Regions from separate parts of the Sus scrofa genome. Here region 1 is linked to region 2. Evidence: chromatin contacts called from public Hi-C data. All regions are on one chromosome and are shown on one strand. Each heading gives the region's core, a stretch centred on a gene start, on an enhancer-like site or on the middle of the called end of the contact. The rest is flanking DNA. Distances are from core to core; before and after follow the strand shown.

What was found. Hi-C and Micro-C count contacts between places; a contact is called where the count stands out from the background.
Region 1: a Hi-C map of liver shows a contact between it and region 2, with 5 times the contacts expected there. The contact joins two enhancer-like sites. A contact is called at or near these places in 1 of 5 promoter capture datasets (liver), 1 of 47 Hi-C or Micro-C datasets (liver) and 1 of 2 datasets of contacts at active chromatin or transcription factors (alveolar macrophages).

What each region holds. Positions count from the first base shown.
Region 1 is chr5:10,788,953-10,793,983 of Sscrofa11.1, reverse strand. No RefSeq gene overlaps it. Among named protein-coding and RNA genes, the nearest start is that of TEX33, 23 kb to the right of the region's middle. Within about 2 kb of position 3,728, at least 15 of the 83 cell types and tissues checked have an H3K27ac peak or open chromatin away from gene starts, as enhancers often do. A contact at or near this core is called in liver, where this site is marked.
Region 2 is chr5:10,733,488-10,738,770 of Sscrofa11.1, reverse strand. No RefSeq gene overlaps it. Among named protein-coding and RNA genes, the nearest start is that of TST, 13 kb to the left of the region's middle. Within about 2 kb of position 1,445, at least 4 of the 83 cell types and tissues checked have an H3K27ac peak or open chromatin away from gene starts, as enhancers often do. A contact at or near this core is called in liver, where this site is marked.

The sequences.
Region 1 (5,031 bases), core at 2,479-4,978, 53 kb before region 2:
CTCAAGTGTGGCCCTAAAAGACAGACAGAAAGGAAGGAAGGAATTGATGCAAATAGACTGAAGAGAAGGAGTCATGGTAATGCTACCGGTCCCTTCGTCAAGCATGTGGTTTCTGCTTCCCTGATTGTCCCTACGAGGTTGGTTGCGATGGGTGGGGACATCACACCTGACGGAGCCAGCTGGCTTTATCAGTTGCCAAGTGTTTGCACATCATCGCAAATGACGTCCTGCTATGAACTTGTCCTAACAACAGTTCCTTCCGAGCAGGCAATCTGCATGCTCATCAGATATTTCTGTCTCGTGCAGCTGAACATCTGCCCTGCGGTGCAGCTCCGTGTCCCCGGATGACTGCCGGGAACGAGGCTTCCCATCCTCAGTAGGCTTCACCCCAAAGTATTTTGGCGGCTCATCATCCTAAAGTATTTTCCCAGCTTTGCTGAGGTAGGATTGACAAATACAAATTTTACATATTCAGGTTGTATAGTGTGATTTTCTCGTGCAACCTGCTGATGTAATATGCACATACATTGCAAAATGGTCACCACCAAGTCAACTAACCCATCCGTCATCTCACAGAGTAACCTTTTTTTGAGATCTACTCTCTTAGCCAATTTCAAGCACAGGATAAAGTATGAGTAACCACAGTCACTATGCGGTACATTGTATCCCCAGAACTTACTCATCTTAGAACTGAAAGTCTGTACACTTCCATCAGCGTCTCCCCATTTCCCCCACCCCCAGCTCCTGGCAACCACTATGCTACTCTCTGTTTCTATGAGTCCTGTTTGTTTTTTTTTTTAGATTTCATGAAGAAGTGAGTGCATATTTGTTGGGCTTGTTTCACTAAGTGTAATGTTCTCCAGGTCCATCCACGTTGTCACAAGTGGTAGAACTTCTTTTTTATGGCTGAATAATATTCCATTATGCAATACGCTATATTTTCTGTTTGTTTGTTTTTCCCTTTTTATGGGCACACCTGCAGCATACAGAAGTTCCTGGGCTAGGGGTCAAATCTGAGCTGCAGCTGCAGCCTACATTGCGGCTTGCAGCAATTCTGGATCCTTTTTTTTTTTTTTTTTTGTCTTTTTTAGGGCCACACCCACGGCACATGGAGGTCCCCAGGCTAGGGGTCTAATTGAAGCTGTAGCTGCCGGCCTACGCCACAGTCACAGCAACGTCAGATCTGAACCACGTCTGTGACCTACACCACAGCTCATGGCAACGCTGGACCCTTAACAAACTGAGCAAGGCCAGGGATGGAACCTGTGTCCTCATGGATGCTAATCATTCATTTCTGCTGAGCCATGATGGGAACTCCTATGCTATACTTTGTTTATCTATTTATCCATCAAAGGATGCTTAGGTCATTTCCACATTTTGGCTAGAGTTGACAATGCTACAATGAACGTAGGAGAGCAAATACCTCTTCAATGTACTGACTTCATTTCCTTTGGATATAGACACGGAAGTGGGCTTGCCGGATCACATGGCAGCTCTACTTTGAATGTCTGGAGGCATATCCACAGTATTTGCCAGAGTGGCTGCATCAGATTACAACCGCCAACAGTGCCCCAGGGTTCCCTTTTCTTCAATACCCTCACCAGCACTTGTTAGTTCTTGTATTTTTGAGAACAGTCATCCTAGCAGGTATGAGGTAATGTCTCATTGTGGTTTTCATTTGCGTTTCCCTGATGACCAGTGATCCTGAGTATCTTTTTAAATTCTTGGCCATTTGTATGTCTTTTTTGGAAAAAATGTCTATTCAAATCTTTTGGCCACTTTTAATAAGCTTTTGATTTTTTGGCTTTTGAGTTGTTGTTCAGAGTTCCTTATATGTTTCAGTTATTAACCCCTCATCGATTAGAGGTTTTATGAATATTTTCTCCAATTTGTAGGTGGTCTTTTCATTTTCATCATTTTAAAATGATGGACAGGAGTTCCCGTTGCGGCTCAGTGGTTAATGAATCCGACTAGGAATCATGAGGTTGCGGATTTGATCCCTGGCCTTGCTAAGTGGGTTAAGGATCCGGCGTTGCCGTGAGCTGTGGTGTGGGTTGCAGACGAGGCTCGGGTCTGGTGTTGCTGTGGTTCTGGCGTAGGCTGGCGGCTATAGCTCTGGTTCAACTCCTAGCCTGGGAACCTCCATATGCCGCAGCAGCGGCCCAAGAAATGGCAAAAAGACAAAATAAAATAAAATAAAATAAAATGATGGACAATGGTCGGGGAGTTTCCTTTGTGGCTCAGTGGTAATGAACCCATCCAGTATCCATGAGGATGAGGGTTCGATCCCTGGCCCCACTCATTAGGTTAAGGAGCTGGTGTTGCCATGGGCTGCTGTGGAGTCCACAGATGTGGCTTGGATCTGGCGTTGCTATGGCTGCAGCATAGACTGGCAGCTGCAGCTCCAATTCAACCCATAGCCTGGGAACTTCCATATGCGCAGGTGCAGCTGTTATAAATAATAATAATTTAAAAAAAGATTGACAATGATCAGAAAGCTGGAGACATCATTAAGGGATGTGAAGGGGAGTCCACGGAGCCCGGTGGGGATGACACAATGGGAGAAAACAAAACTGCCTCGTGTTTGCACCCACTGACTGAGGACCATTCAATGAATGGACTACCCAAGTTATGCAAAAATCAGACTTAGGAATATTAGATTCCAAATGATTAAAAGCAGAGGCAGATCTGTCTATACATGATGGTCGAAAACATGACCAAGTCATATTAAGTGAAAAGGTAAGTTGAAGAATGTGTCTCGAGGGAGTTCCCATTGCGGTTCAGCAGAAACAAACTCGACTAGTATCCATGAGGACTTGGGTTCAATCCCTGGCCTCACTCAGTGGGTTAAGGATCCAGCACTGCCGCGAGCTGTGGTGTAGGTCGCAGACGAGGTTCGGATCCTGTGTCGCTGTGGCTGTAGCGGAGGTCGGCAGCTGTAGCTCCAATTAGACCCCTAGCCTGGGAACTTTCATATGCTGAGAGTGCAGCCCTAAAAGCCAAAAAAAAAAAAACCCTGAATGTATGTCGAGGTGTTCCCACTGTGGTGCAGCAGAGTAAGAATCCAGCATTTGTCACTGCAGTGGCTCAGGTTGCTGTCATGGCTTGGGTTCAATCCCTGGCCTGGAAACTTCCACATGACTCAGGCAAGGCTGGGAAAAAACAAGTGCCAAGTCGTAGCTGATTTTTACTTTCCTGTATGTGTGGTTTTCTACAATAAAATGTGTTGCATTTGAAGCAGAAAGCTTTTTTAACTTTGTTTTTTTTTTTTTTTAAATCTTTATTTATTTCTCTGTTTTTTGGCCAAGCACCTGGGGTGTGTGGAAGTTTCCAGGCCACGGATAAAACCCAAGCCACAGCAGTGACCCAAGTCACTGGAGTGAAAACCCCAGATCCCTAACCTGCTGTGCCACAGGAGAACTCCTGTAATCAGAAGATTTTAAGAAACAACAACAAAAAGAAAAATACGAAAGTGAACAGGAAAAAAATGAATTGGATGAAAGTATAGGCACAGAAGAATGGAATGGGCAATCCCTCAGAGAATCTGCTACTTTGGGAACTCTCTGAGCTTTCTGGAAGAGGCGTGATTAGGGAAGCACTCAGTGGCACCCACTTCCTCCCCCCTCCTCCCCCCTCCTCCCCTTCACCCCCCTCCTCCCTCTTGCCCCTCCTGTCCCAGTCCGCTTTCCTTCCCGCCTTGAGCTAAGGCTTGGCCCAGCTTGGTGCTGCCACCTAGAGGTCAGTGTCTGACATGACTAGATCCCCTCTGCAGGGGCTGCCCCTCAGTCTCCAGTTTTCATTCTCAGTCTTTTGATTTCAGGGCTGAGGTTGGAGCTTTGTGGGCAGTTCCAGTGTGAAGACAAGATGGGAGGAAAGAGGAAGACAATGAGACAGAGAACACCTGTGTGTGTATCTGTGCAAAAACTGCTGTGGCTGGAGTTCCCGTTGTGGTGCCGTGGAAACAAATCCGACTAGGAACCAAGAGGTTGTGGGTTCCATCCCTGGCCTCGCTCAGTGGGTTAAGGATCTGGCATGGCTGTGAGCTGTGGTGTAGATTATAAACGTGGCTCGGATCCTGCGTAGCTGTGGCTGTAGCTGTGGCCAGCAGCTGTAGCTCTGATTCGACCCCTAGCCTGGGAACCTCCATATGCCTCAAGTGTGGCCCTTTAAAAAAAAAAAAAAAATTGCTGTGGCTGTGGTGTAGGCCAGCAGTTATAGCTCTGATTCGACCCTTAGCCTGGGAACTTCCACAGGTGTGGCCCTAAAAAAAAAAAATGACTAAGCACTTCAAAAGCGAGGCAGTAGATCATTAAACACGCTTGGGGGCCCCTCTGAGCGTGACGCTGTGTGACTGCCTAGGTTGCACAAGGTGAGTGTTGTGAGTTAAGTTTTATTTGGGGCAAAATGAGGACTAGATCCTGGGTGGCAGCATTTCAGACAGCTCTGAGAAACTTCCCGGAGGAGCTGAGGTGGAAGCTAGGATACAGAAGAGTCTTGCAACAAAGGGCAGGTAGTAGGTACAGAATATTAACTATTAGCTCCGAGGGGGCTGCCATCGCTAATGACTGTGACATCCTTTGCTCACTGATATGGCAGGCGGTACTTTATCTCTCATATATTTGTGTGTAGGTGTCACGCTGATGTTCAGCCCTCCGTGCGTATGCATTTGCTCAGGTGACTGTGTGTGTCCATGATGGTGTATTTGTGTGTGTGTGTGTGTGTGTGTGTGAGAGAGAGAGAGAGAGAGAGAGAGAGAGGTCAGGTTTCCATATCCCAGGATGCAGGACTTTCAGTCTCTGACTCAGGCTGCTGGGGAAGGATAAATGGGCTGATCTTCCTCGGTACCACTTATAACAGGTGCAGCCAGAGCAGCTCCCGTCATGACTCAACGGTAGCAAAACTGACTAGTATCCACGAGGACTTGGGTTCAATCCCTGGCCTTGCTCAGTGAGTTAAGGATCCTGGCATTCCCATGAGCTGTGGTGTAGGTCACAGATATGGCTTGGATCTGGCCTTGCTGTAGCTGTGGTG
Region 2 (5,283 bases), core at 196-2,695:
CCATGCCTGCAGGCGAGCCTCTGGAGCTCCTTGGGGGTGGGTGGTCCGGTGGGAGGGAGGGTTGATCCTTTCTGCTCCAGGAGAAGCTGATCTGCCAGGCTTCCTGAGGGGAAGGGCTCTCTTCTCTTCCTTCTGGGTTTAACCTTTGTACAAGGGTGTCTGAGAAGGCCCCAGACACCCCCTGCCAGGACCTTTCCGTCTTTCCCCATTGTCAGTGGGGGGAACCCTAGAAGGAAACAAAGCAGACAGGGACTTACCCAAGATCACATGAGGGGCTCACGATGGAGCTGGGACCAGACTCAGATGTCCTGACTCTGAATTTACTTCGTTTTCTTTTTAGGGCCACACCCACGGCATATGGAAGTTCCCGCTAGGGGTCGAATCAGAGCTGCAGCTGCCACCCTATGCCACGGCTCACGGCAACACCGGATCCTTAACCCACTGAGTGAGACCAGGGGTCGAACCTGCATCCTCATAGATACTCGTTGGGTTCATTTCCACTGAGCCACAATGGGAACTCCTCAATTTACTTTTTCTTGATGACTGCACCCAAGGCATAGGGAAGTTCCCGGGCCAGGAACTGAACTGGAGCCACAGCTGCAACCCAAGCTGCAGCTGCAGCCAGGCTGGATCCTTTAACCCACTGTGCTGGGCCAGGGATCAAACCTTCACTTCTGCAACGACCTGAGCAGCTGCTGTCGGAATCTTAACCCACTGTGCCACGCAGGAACTCCCTGATGTAACTCCTACAATCCCCATTAGGAGTTACATTAGGAAGCGGAGTCATGTCTTTCCCAAGCCCACGGGGTTAGAGGGAATCACCAGAATGCTGCTTTTCTGAATAAGAGGTCTGAGTAAGTTCCGCCTTTCTGAGCCGCGCCTTCCTTATCTATAAAATGAAACGCTGGAGTTCCCGTCGTGGTGCAGTGGTTAACGAATCCGACTAGGAACCATGAGGTTGCGGGTTCAGTCCCTGCCCTTGCCCAGTGGGTTAACGATCCGGCGTTGCCGTGAGCTGTGGTGTAGGTTGCAGACGTGGCTTGGATCCCGCGTTGCTGTGGCTCTGGCGTAGGCCGGTGGCTACAGCTCCGATTCAACCCCTAGCCTGGGAACCTCCATATGCCGCGGGAGCGGCCCAAGAAATAGCAACAACAACAACAACAAAAGACAAAAAGACAAAAAAAAAAAATTAAAAAAAAATAAAATAAAATGAAATGCTAAGTACTTCAGAAGAAGGGATTTCCCAGACAAGAACTTGGCCAAGAACGCAGGGCTGAGTCTCCTGTTTCTAACTCAGGGGTTCTCATTTGGGCCAGATAATTCTTGGTTGCCTTGAAGGAGGTTTAGCAGCATTTCTGGCCTCTGCCCACTAGATGCCAGCAGCACCAAACCGTTGTGAGAACCAAAAATGTCTCCAGATCTGCCCAAATATCCCCCGGGAGGCAAAGGTCACCCCCAGTTGAGCACCACGGCTGTAGGAGCAGTGGACACGGCTGACCATAGCAGGCAGGACGAGTGTAGACAGGAATCCCCAGGTGGAGGGAATCCTTGTCTCCCCATCATCAGCCCCTTCCCCCAAGGGCCAATATAGCGGTTTAGAAAGGAACCTCCCTTTCTGGCTGATTTCAGACCAACCTCATTCTCTGTCCCAGAAATGTCTGCCTCTTCAAGGATCCAGGTCTGTCTGCAAACTCACAGGAGGTTCTGATCTAGCTGTTCCATGCAAGGCTGCCTGACCTTGGACATAGTGCTGAGACAACTTTTTTTTTTTTTTGCTTTTTAGGGCTGCACCTGCGGCATATGGAAGTTTCCAGGCTAGGGGTCGAATCAGCTACAGTTGCTGGCCATAGCCACAGCCACAGCAACACTGGATCCAAGCCACGTCTGCGGCCTATGCCACAGCTCACGGAAACCCCAGATCCTTAACCCACTGAGTGGGGCTGGGGATGGAACCCTGCCTTCTCATGGAACCTTGTTGGGCTTGTTCCTGCTGAGCCCCTTTGAGCCCGAGTTTCTTCATCTTTAAAATGCGAGTAGGAGTTCCCGTCGTGGTCAGTGGTAGTGAACCCGACTAGGATCCAGGAGGATCCTAATTCAATCCCTGGCCCCTGGATCCCGAGTTGTTGTGGCTGTGGTGTAGGTTGGCAGCTACAGCTCCAATTCGACCCCTAGCTTGGGAACTTTCATATGCCACAGGTTTGGCCCTAAAATGACAATAAAATAAAATAGTAATTGTACCTTCCTTGAGCAATACGGAGATTTGGTGAGAGAATCTGTAGAAACTGTTTAGCTTGGTGGCAGGCACGGAATCACTATCAAGTACTGCTGATATACATATATATTTTTTAATTTTTATTTTTTATTATAGTTGATTTACAATGTTCTGTCAACTTCTGCTGTACAGCAGAGTGACCCAGTTATACATATATATACATTCTTTTTCTCACATTATCCTTTGTTACGTTCCATCACAAGTGATTAGTTATAGTTGTTATGCAGCAGGATCTCATTGCTTATCATTTATATATATAGCCGCTCCCGTGGCATATGGAAGTTCCCGGGCCAGAGATTAAATCTGAGCTGCAGCTTTGACCTACGCCACAGCGTAACAATGCCAGATGCATTCAGATTCTTAACCCACAGTTCCAAAGCAGGAACTTCCAAGTTTTGTTTTTGTTTTTTCTTTTTAGGGCTGCATGTGCAGTACATGGAAGTTCATGGCTCAGAGCAATGCTGGATCCTTAATCCACTGAGCAAGGCCAGGGATTAAACACACATCCTCATGCATACTAGGCAGATTCATTTCTGCTAAGCCACAAGGGGAACTCCCATTATTATTATTATTATTATTAGGGCTGCACCCATGGCCTATGGAGGTTCCCAGACTAGGGGTTGAATTGGAGCTGTAGCCGCCACCCCCACCCCCCACCAAAGCCACAGCAGCAACGCAGGATCCGAGCTGAGTCTGCAACCTACGCCATAGCTCATGGCAACACCAGATCCTTAACCCACTGAACAAGGTCAGGGATAAAACCTGCGTCCTCATGGCTGCTAGTCAGATTCGTTAACCAGTGAGCCACGATGGGAACTCCTCCCATTATTATTTTGTAAAGGATTTGTACTTACTCAACGTGCTGAGTGCCTTCTGTACTTCCAGCGACGAGGGGAGGGAATATGAGTTTGAGAATTTCATTCCCGCCCTGAAAAAGCCTCCCAGCCAGGAAGGAGAGACGGGCCCATGATGTATTTTTGGAGAGAAATAGAGAAATGATCTCTTTTACAACAGACTCCTTTTGCAAGGGGGAAAAGAGGCTCAGAGAGGTTGAGTGATTTGCCTAAAGGCACACAGCTATTTTGAGGCACCTACCTGGAATTAGAACTGGCAGGGTAGGAGCCTCTCCAGTGGGTCAAAGGCAAGTCTGAGGTGGTCTTCCCAATTTCAGAAACCAAGGGGAGAAGGGAAAAACTCAGGGTTTGGGAACACAAGTGGCAAGCTTGTGGAAGGCGGCCAAGTATGTCCGGGGCTCCCCGAGGAGATACCTTGGGCTGAGCCGTGGGATTCGAACAAGGGGGCTTGATTAAGCTCCCTTCCCCCACCTTAGACTTGCCATCCCTAACTGCCCCCCTCCGCCAAAAAAGGAACCCCAGCTGATCTGAGCTGAGGCTTCCTGCTTCCTCCTGGGAAGATTCTTGATGGGTCTGGACATGTTCAGAGGAGAACTTCCCAGAGGCAGGAGTATGGAGATGGAGGCGTGCATGCCTTTCGGATTCTCCAAGCAAGATTGGCAAGATTTGTCCAGGAGAGACCTGGGGCTGCCCTGATCCCCGCCCTGCCTCCAGCAAGCCTGAACTCCCAGAATAATTAACCACTGCTTGCAGGGTCTTGGCCACTGCCAGTGCCCAGGCCACCCACCCCGTGTGTTCCAGGCAGGAACTTGCAACACCGGACAACAGGCCAGGGCCTCGGGCGGGGGCGGGGGGAGCAGGCAGGGCAGGGAGCAGGGGTGATGAAATTTTTGTTCGCTTGGCAAATATTTGCTGAGCTCCCCCTCCGTATGAGGGACAGTTGGAAGTTCCGCTGACCTTGTCTAGTCAGCTGCACTGGATTGTGTCCACTCCCTGGCTCACTGCCTCCGGGGATCATGGCCCAAAGAAGCCCCCACCCCGCAAAGTGGGTTTAATAATGAATACATGCACTGACTTAGTCCCTGGTACTGCAGGAGGCCCCAGAAGATCTGCCTTCTGGACCCAGTTTGGGGCCTCAGTTGCCTCATCTGGAAAATGGGAGCAAACTGCCCTGCCACACACAGTGTGGGTGTGAGGTCAGATGAGGTAAAGCTCTAAACAATCTAAGGCGCTTTATATTATAGGTCATTCCTCCTGGAATAACCCCAGCTATAGGAGCAGAATGATGCTTTATTATCCGTTTTGCTCAGAGAATGAGTCATTCCGGAGGAGATGAAATTTTCAGGTTAACTGAAGCTTTATCATCTTAAGCACCCCAAATTCTAACACATTAACTTATCAGGGGGTGGGACACGATGTCCCGAGGGTACCTGAACTTTCTATGGCTTTGTTTCACCACTTTATTGTGGGGGCGTTTGTCCCCAAACTAAATGGTCCCCTGTGCTGTGACTTCCCCATCTTCAAGTCCTTGCAACTCTGAATCCTCCTCAGCAGCTGTCATTCCAGGTCATTCTCTGTGTTCTGCAGAGTCTCCACCTGCTTTCAGGTGGGCCTGCTCCCTCTGGACAATGCCACTCATTCCAGGGCTAAAACCACTTACTGCATTGAGCTGGGGCCCTGCATTGAACCAGGGCCTCCAGGGGCCTGCTGGACTCAGATCCCGGTGTCCACTGTCTGCTGGCCCCCCACCTGCTCCTCTCTCCATGTTCTCTGTCTCAGTGCATGGCCACGGCTCAGAGGTAGCCTGTGCCCAGACCCAGCAGCTAGTTCTCTGGACTCCGCCTCCCTTTCCCCGCAGCCAATCAGCAGGCACCATTATTCCCACTGCCTTGGTCCAGGACTGCCCTGCGCCACAGACATACAGATGCAACCTGTCCTATCTGTTAATTCCAGCACATACCTTCAGGGGCAGGCCTTGTCCCAGGATCTGGGGCATGGAAGAGACACAGATTCCAGGAGGGGGCATTGGCCAGTGGGGAGGGGTGGACAGACAGCCCATGACGGATGTGGCAAGGAGTATCTGAGAGATAGAACAGGAGAGGGTGGAGCAGGGGTGGCTTTGGGTCTGAGAAGCAGCTCTGCCCGGGACTAGTAGCC